3 separate regions of the Drosophila melanogaster genome follow, and all the other regions are linked to region 1. The links are chromatin contacts, called in public Hi-C maps. All regions are on one chromosome and are shown on one strand. The core of a region is the stretch at or near the end of the contact, and the rest is flanking DNA. Distances in the headings are between cores, read along the strand shown. Region 1 overlaps CG42238. Region 2 holds the start of Nthl1 (Nth-like DNA glycosylase 1). Region 3 holds the start of lncRNA:CR44606 (long non-coding RNA:CR44606).

The links. Hi-C and Micro-C count contacts between places; a contact is called where the count stands out from the background.
Region 2: a contact with region 1 is called in a Hi-C map of the Kc167 cell line, with 2.4 times the contacts expected there. The contact joins the promoter of Nthl1 here to the enhancer-like site in region 1. A contact is called at or near these places in 12 of 107 Hi-C or Micro-C datasets (the D17-c3 cell line, the Kc167 cell line, the S2 cell line and 6 more) and 1 of 6 datasets of contacts at active chromatin or transcription factors (the Kc167 cell line).
Region 3: a Hi-C map of the Kc167 cell line shows a contact between it and region 1, with 1.9 times the contacts expected there. The contact joins the promoter of lncRNA:CR44606 here to the enhancer-like site in region 1. A contact is called at or near these places in 25 of 107 Hi-C or Micro-C datasets (the D17-c3 cell line, the Kc167 cell line, the S2 cell line and 9 more) and 1 of 6 datasets of contacts at active chromatin or transcription factors (the Kc167 cell line).

What each region holds. Positions count from the first base shown.
Region 1 is chr2L:21,038,652-21,041,157 of dm6, forward strand. The region is part of intron 2 of CG42238; the gene reads right to left. Among named protein-coding and RNA genes, the nearest start is that of snoRNA:Me28S-C2789, 5.1 kb to the left of the region's middle. Within about 2 kb of position 1,255, at least 13 of the 39 cell types and tissues checked have an H3K27ac peak or open chromatin away from gene starts, as enhancers often do. A contact at or near this core is called in the Kc167 cell line, the S2 cell line, embryo and 2 more, where this site is marked.
Region 2 is chr2L:20,926,606-20,929,111 of dm6, forward strand. Nthl1 (Nth-like DNA glycosylase 1) reads right to left here and starts at 1,255. Exons shown (of 4, transcript NM_136234.3): 1 at 1,084-1,255; 2 at 552-1,019; 3 at 316-486; 4 at 1-259. The coding sequence starts at 1,194. It also overlaps the pseudogene CR33319.
Region 3 is chr2L:20,946,918-20,949,423 of dm6, forward strand. It overlaps lncRNA:CR44606 (long non-coding RNA:CR44606), which reads right to left and starts at 1,253. Exons shown (of 1, transcript NR_124408.1): 1 at 218-1,253.

The DNA.
Region 1 (2,506 bases), core at 5-2,504:
CATCAAACCGACGAACCGCGAGATGATGACTCAGCCAGAGTCAACAAGCGAACTTAGCAGCAATAAAACACGGCCTCAAAAGACACTTACAGCTCAAACAGGCCGGGTTGCCACAGACAGCTTAAATATGTATCTATATCGCTCATATGCTCTTCAATATTTGTTACACTGAGCTACAGGGAAGCGAGTTTTGGGCAGAAAAAAAAAATGTGCCGAAACAAAATAATGTGGTAAACCTTTTTTCTTCACTTTTTCACTTTTACCAACAAATTAAAACATAAAAACAGTGGGTTTCTTAATCGGTCTGCATGGAATGAAAATATAATTTAAAATTGAGGTATTCCTTGCTGTGAAGTGTAAACAAATGGTGTCTTCGAGGCTGGAATGAATCTTCTAGTAGTTCTAATTTGCCCGGGTCATGCGTCGAGGTTAATGAGTCATATCATCATTATTATCTCGACACTGAGGCAACCAAGAAAAGTTAAAAAGTAGAAATAGAGGGACATCATCATCATCACAATTAAGCGGGGCCACACATTAAAATATAATTTCAGAGACAAGGCTGACAAAGCGCTTTTGTTTTGTAACTTAGATGCAATTAAATGTAAATAAATTCACAATTTAGTCGTATGTTTTTTTCGAATGTTTTTCGGGGTTTTTCGCCTCCGTTTGTCTGCTTATTTTTTCTTTTTTGCCCCTCGTTTAGTTGGGTTTGTTGTCGGTTTGGTGACCCGATTTCCGCAATTTAATGACTTTTGTTTGACCAGCGGATAATTGCTGGGAACAAAAAAAGTGCCCAAGAACAAGAGGAATTGCGGAACTTTCTTTTTTCCTCATTTACTTTTTGCCAGGCCTCACTTAATTCTCTTTCAGTTTCGTGCGTCTTTTGTTTGTCTTAGTTTTTCCTCTCATCTGATTGTCTTTCCCTGCCACTGTCTTTTCCTTCATCTACAATATATATATAACTATGGTATATACCCATTTTTGGTCAATTTTCTGAGGCTCCTAACGAGCTGTTGATAATACTAAGCAAAGGCGCACATTTATTGACTTTTTGTGGCATTTGTGGATTTTAGATTTGTGGCATTAGATCTTTCTATCTCGCTTTAGCCGCGTGTATTTGTCTTTGTTTGACCCGCTACGGAAATGAGCCGTGCCTGTTTTTTTCTAGGGTTCAAGGTTCAAGGTTGTCCTCCCACTCCTCCCTAATTTTTTTTTTTCCGTTGCCATTGATATCTTTGTTACACACCCGAGCTCGCACACACATTGAAGGATAAGACAGCCATAGAAGCCATTTGCTAGAAAGGGACGGGCCGCAGTAAAAGAGATGGGTGGGCGACAAAAGACGACGAGAAGAGGGGAGAGGAAAACTAAGAGTTTGGCTGCAATTTGGTTGGAGAGACATTAAGAAGCGGAAGTTGATAAGAAAGGCAAGCAAAATGTTATTTATAGATAACCAAAGCTATTCGATGGAAATATGTACATACACAAAGAATGGGAAATCTGGGATAGGTAATCGGAAAGAAATCAAAGGGTTGGCTCAAGTGGATAGGAAAGTGTTTAATTTTCGTGTAATTCGTGGTACCTAGATATAAAGCATTATTATTTTAGACATTGACTGTGCAAGTCGACCTCAACTCAACGTCGCCGCCCTTTACATTTCACAATTTGTATCCCCAGATATCTTAGTTAAAAGCTAGGAGCCATTCCTGGAAACACACTTTAAAGTTCATATTTTCATGGTTTATTATTATTGTTTTCAACTCGAGCTGATTCATCCAACCGAAGTGCAGTGCTTAGGACTTAAGACCCAAGAAATACGCTCTGGCGGAGAAAAAATAAAACAACTCAACCCAAAGACCTTAATCCGAAGAACATTAGGCATACATAAGCTCACAGGCAGACAGACAGAAAAAATGTTGTATGCCTGAATTATAATTCAATTTATGACCCCGTCCAAATGGCTTAAACTACTTCCCAAATCCTTTATCAGCGGCCACTTCGATATGCAAGACCTGAGCTGAATGCATTATCCTCCGAAAGCGATTTCCCGCCCGAAACCCTCGTCAAAAACCTGATAGATTTCAGTCAGTGGTAAAAAGACCAAGGGAATCCCGCCGGAAGCACCTACCCAAGCCAAACAACCTCCATATCCCGCTCCCTCATTAGCATACAAATGTGTCAGAACAAACAACCAAATAACCGAAAGGAACTGAAATATTTAAAGTCCGAAAGAAACGAAAAGAGCCGTCCGAAGAAATACAAATTGGGAGTGGGCAGCGTGATTTCTTGACTAATTTTTATGACACTTTTCACTTTATGAGGTGGCCCGGCTAATTCCAAGGCCTTTTTCTTTTTATCCCCTACTTTATTTACCTTCGGCTCTTATTGAACGAAGGAACGACGAATAAACCATATGCATGTACCCCAGGGCAGTAAAGATTTTTATCGCTCGAGGATGTGCCATAAAATTCCCTAGCTCTCGAGACTATTAAAAACAATAAAT
Region 2 (2,506 bases), core at 5-2,504, 110 kb before region 1:
GCCACTTCTCCAACGCCACACGGGTTTGCTCGGGCTCCTTGGTGGGCTTCGGCACCCAGCCCAGCCTGTTAGAAAGGCGGTGGACGTGGACGTCCACTCCGATTCCGGTTATCTTGTTCCAGGCCACTGCCATGCATATATGGGCCATCTTGGGGCCAACTCCTGGAAGAGCTACAAGGTCCTTGACATTATCTGGAATGTCCGAACCATACTTGTCCGTCAGTATCTCCACGGTTTGCTTGAGGTATTTAGCTTTGTTCTGGAAGAGATCGAGAGTAAGTGCGATATATTTATTTATTATTAATTCCACCAAACCTTGTAGAAGGATACGGGATGCAGTAAATTCTCGAGTTCAGTCACTGGCATTTCCTTTACTTTCAGTGGAGTTAGACCTCGGTCTTTAAGGCGATTCATGGCTTCATAAGTAGTTTGGTCTTTGGTTTGACTGGACAGCATCAATGCCACTAAGTTTTGGAAGCGCTGGGTCTGCAAGGAAGTTGTTTGCTTGTAACATATTCTTCTATGTACTTAATTCCACTTATTGGAAATACCTTCGAGTCTGCTTTTAAATCGGCGCATCGGTGGCATCCCATGGTGTCCACTGGCGCAGTTCTGGAGTTTCTCATAATGCGAATGTTTTCTAGGTGGTTAAACCACAAAGGATGTGGTGCTTGCACCTCAGAAAAAGAAGGGGAATCCTCCGGAGCTTCCTGTTTTATTTGGGGTTCCACCTCCTCTCTTATCTTATCCACTCTCACTGGGGAGTCCACAGCATCAGGGACCACCTTGCATATGACCACAGTAGCCGAACCCATTTGAACTCTGGTTACCATGCGATCATCCTTTCTAAACTTTTTGGGTGCCACTCGAGCTGGAGACAAGGGCTCCATTTTAATGTTAGTTTTCTTCACGGCTTCCCCATTTAAGAGACGCTGCTTGCGGGTTTGCACGGGGGAGAAGAACACTGAGCTACTCGATCCTGCTGCGCCAGCAGATACACCAACCAGATCCTCTATATCCTGGAAGATTTAGAAACTGCGTCTTGAGTATCAATTTCATTGTTTATCATGCATTTCCGCCTACCCTCACGTTATCCGCCCTATTTGGACGACTTTTTATTTCCGTGGGTTTTATAAGATCTCCGCGTTTTGCCAACTTGTTGGCCAACGTTAATTTCTTTACATTTTTGGCCATAGCTAATACAATTTCTGCGCTTCAGTTTCAGTTTCCATGTTTGTTTACATTTCGAACCTATCGATTTCGATGTAGGAGAAACGGCCACACTTTACAACTAAGTAGCCGGGAACATTTGAAATTTCGAAATATTCAACTCATGCAAGTTAGGATTTTAAGAACCATTTTTCGTATGCTACAGCATAATAAGTTATAAGCTATTACAATACATTTTAAGCCACAAATTTAATTTTAATGCACTTGATTTAAAAAAAAGTACAAACTTTTCGATTTCGTTATCAACAGCTCATAAAATTTAACAAAGATATTTAAAATAAATTTTATACCCGATATTCGTATACTAGATTCGTTGAAAAGTAAGTAATAAGCAGAAGGAAGCGTTTCCGACCAACTACATATATATATATTCTTGATCAGGATCAGTCGATCTAGTATGAACGTCGAGATCCCAGGAACTATAAAAGCTAGAAGGTTGAGATTAAGAACAGTGGTTCTAGAGACATAGACGTAGCGCAATTTTGTAGAACCGATTTCCAATCTAACGCCCATAAACAGCCCGAAATTGTCATGCCCAAACTTTTGAAAAATGTTTTACTATTTTTTGATTTTTATGTTAGTTTTGTAAATTTATATGCCAAAATACTTTACGCCCACAAGCCGCGTAAACCTGTCACGCCCACATTCTCAGCAACATTTAAATTTTTATTTTATTATTTTGTTTCCAATTTCTACCAATATTCCAAAAAATATTGAAATTTCTCGTTCACACTTCCAGCTGTGCGAGGGAACTCGACTATAGCATTCTCTCTTGTTTTTAATCTGATGGGTAAGTAGCTTAAGTATAGCTAAAGTAAAGCTGAGTTAATAAACGCTTAAAACAAATGTATGTTCATCTTTGGATATACATATTTGCTTTTGGGGAACAACGGATATCGTTATCTTTCCACAGGGTTCTATTTTTTTTTATATTTTTAACAAAGGATTGGCTACTGGAGCGTTGTTCAATCACTATAGCACTGAAAAAGTTGACAGCCTCAAAACTTCAAACTTTTGGCAGGTCTCCCATTTTAGTTCACTGATATATAATTCTTTATGTAGACTGACATAAATTTTAATTGTGATTTTTCGGTAAATATTGTTACGATAAAAATGGGAACAGCGAGTGCGTTATCTTCAAAACAGGATGGATCCCGAGTCGTCCATGAACATTAACGGACTCTATCTGGAGGTCCACAGGTAATGGGGATCCCTTTGCATATCGATGTTACTTGACAAGCGAGTTGAGCATGTGACATACAACGGGTTGCCATTG
Region 3 (2,506 bases), core at 3-2,502, 92 kb before region 1:
CCATATGTATATACTTATATACTTAGATGCTAAAATAGAATGTTGTTGATTATACATGAGTACTCTATATGAATATAATGTTTCTATCGTGCCCTTTATTTTTTTTTTTTTTTGCCGTGTAAAAGTGCTTTGCAGTGGATAGAAAAGTAATTCTTTCGACTCGAACAGCAGCTTGGGGTCAAAAGTGCAACGGCAACGTTTACGATTACCAAAACGTATTTATTATTCATAGGAAAACATGCAAACTACATAGCAGGGGCACATATGCAGCCGCACACACGAGCAGGGACATTAACAATAAATATAATGGCCCGTCGAACAAATATAAATTGACACGGAGATAACCTTTTGTGGCGTCTCCGACGCTCAGACGCCGATGAAGTTGTTCGCTCCGATGACGCTGATGATGATGATGATGGTGGTGAAGATGATGACGATGGGGTGCCGATGGTGGGGAAGCTGCCACCGAGGAGCCAACGATTTGCCGTTATCAATAGCGAACGGAGTGGGCTTATGGCTTAATCTCTGTCTGGACTCACATTTAATAACTCACTTTTGTTGACCCTTTCGGTGGGCCTCACAACAAATTTAAGTTAGGTTTTACACGTGTTGCCCAAATATATATACACTTCAATATCAATTAGTTGTTGTATTTAATACTTGGTTTCTTTCAACTTTGTTCTTCTTTCGAATAGGAATTTTGATTTAGCGTAAAAGCTGTAGCATACTTCTGCGCGTCGTCGGACTTTCCATAAACCTCAATAATTTGAGGTTTTTTGAGCGGCTTTGAGTTGATGTTTCGCTTTTGATATTTGCTTTTGGCCTTTTCACCCCATTTTCATTTTCCATTTTTGGTTAGCATTTGTAATTTTGTCTTTGACAGCTTTGTGCCTCTCGAGTGCGTGTGTGTTGGTGGCATGGTTTTGAAATGCATAGAAATCTCAATCGCTTTGTGTTTTGAGTTTTGGGCCACAAACTCGAGCACACACACACACCAACACGGCTGAACGAACAGGAGTGCAACATTTTTTGGAACCGTTTCCGGTCATTAAAACAGGACAACAAATTAGCTTACTGTCAGTAAAGAAAGTTATAATGTCATTGAGAGACCCGTTAAAGAATTTTATATGCCTTGCTAAAATATTGCAGAACAGCTTATTCCGTTATATTATATATGTTTTGTTCGCTAGGCCCTCTGCAATTAGAGACATTGGCTGTCTACAGTTGCACCCAGCAGTTCACAGCACTAAATTGTGTGAGAATAGAAAAACTGTCAAGTGATTTGTCATTTAGTCAATGACATACATTTCCATGTTTGGTATAACTTTTTCCATGTTTCACATTCGAATTTGGAGCAGTTCCCGGCGCTGCTGTTGTAATTGAAGCATGTAATGCAGCAAACCCAACTGCAGACCGGTGACCTCCGCCCCCGGCAGTTGGGGGAATTGTCATACAAAAGCTTTTGGGAGCATTTTGGGCAACTGCTGTTTTCGATATAATGACCTCAAGGCAACAAATCCGCCCCACAAGCCAACAACTGAAGTACAAATGGAGCTTTCCCCGGTTGAGTGCACTTTGTGTACATGTAACTATGTGTGACCGATGTTGTTGCCGTTGCTTGTGGGTGGGTGTTCGTGGGTGTTTGTTGGTGTTTGCTCAACTACATAATCATCTATTAGTATTTACATACACAGAACTACACTTGTTTGCATTTAAGCGCCAAGCGGATTATTCCCGTCACTTGAGAGTCCTTGGGCCTTGTCCGCCCAAGTGCCACCCGTCCCAAGTGCACACGCCCAAAATCTCTGGTTCTTCATGGACGTACACAGAAAACAATTGAAAGATTATACAGAAATAAATCCAAAAGTAGTTAATACATCGCTATTATCGCTTAATTGAAAGCGCCTTCAAACGGATACCAATGCTTTTGGCCTACTATGTGTACACAAGTGGGGGGCAGATTTTTGGCAGTGTACATTTATCTATGCATTTTTTATATTGCGAGTGCTGAGTGTGTGCCAGATTTATTGCTGCTGTGATTGGGTTAGCTGGAAAAGTGCTTTGGTTTTCCTTCACCACCACCATCACAGTAATCCTATCTCAATGTTTTTGTTCTTTTGGCGAAAAGCGAAAATCTTTTACGGCAATCAATATGTGTATAAATTAAGGGAAATCGGCAAATGTCTTGGATTGATATCTTGCAATTTCAGCCAGGCCTTCGAATTTGATTGTGCTTTGCAGTTCACCAATTTGTTTATTTTTATTTCGGCCTTTGTAAATAGATGGAGTGTCACACAGCAAACAGATTTAAATTCAAACAAATGAATTGCATTTGTAATCCCTGGCAGAAATGAAGATAACCTTTTTATTTTGCGAAAAACAAGCTTCTGTTTGCTTTTCCACCGTGATGTTAAATTGAATTTTTGTGTGCATTTTCGCAGTGGTTATTGGTGAGGAAAATAAGAATATGATGCAATATGATGGCAATTCTATTTTCAGATGAACC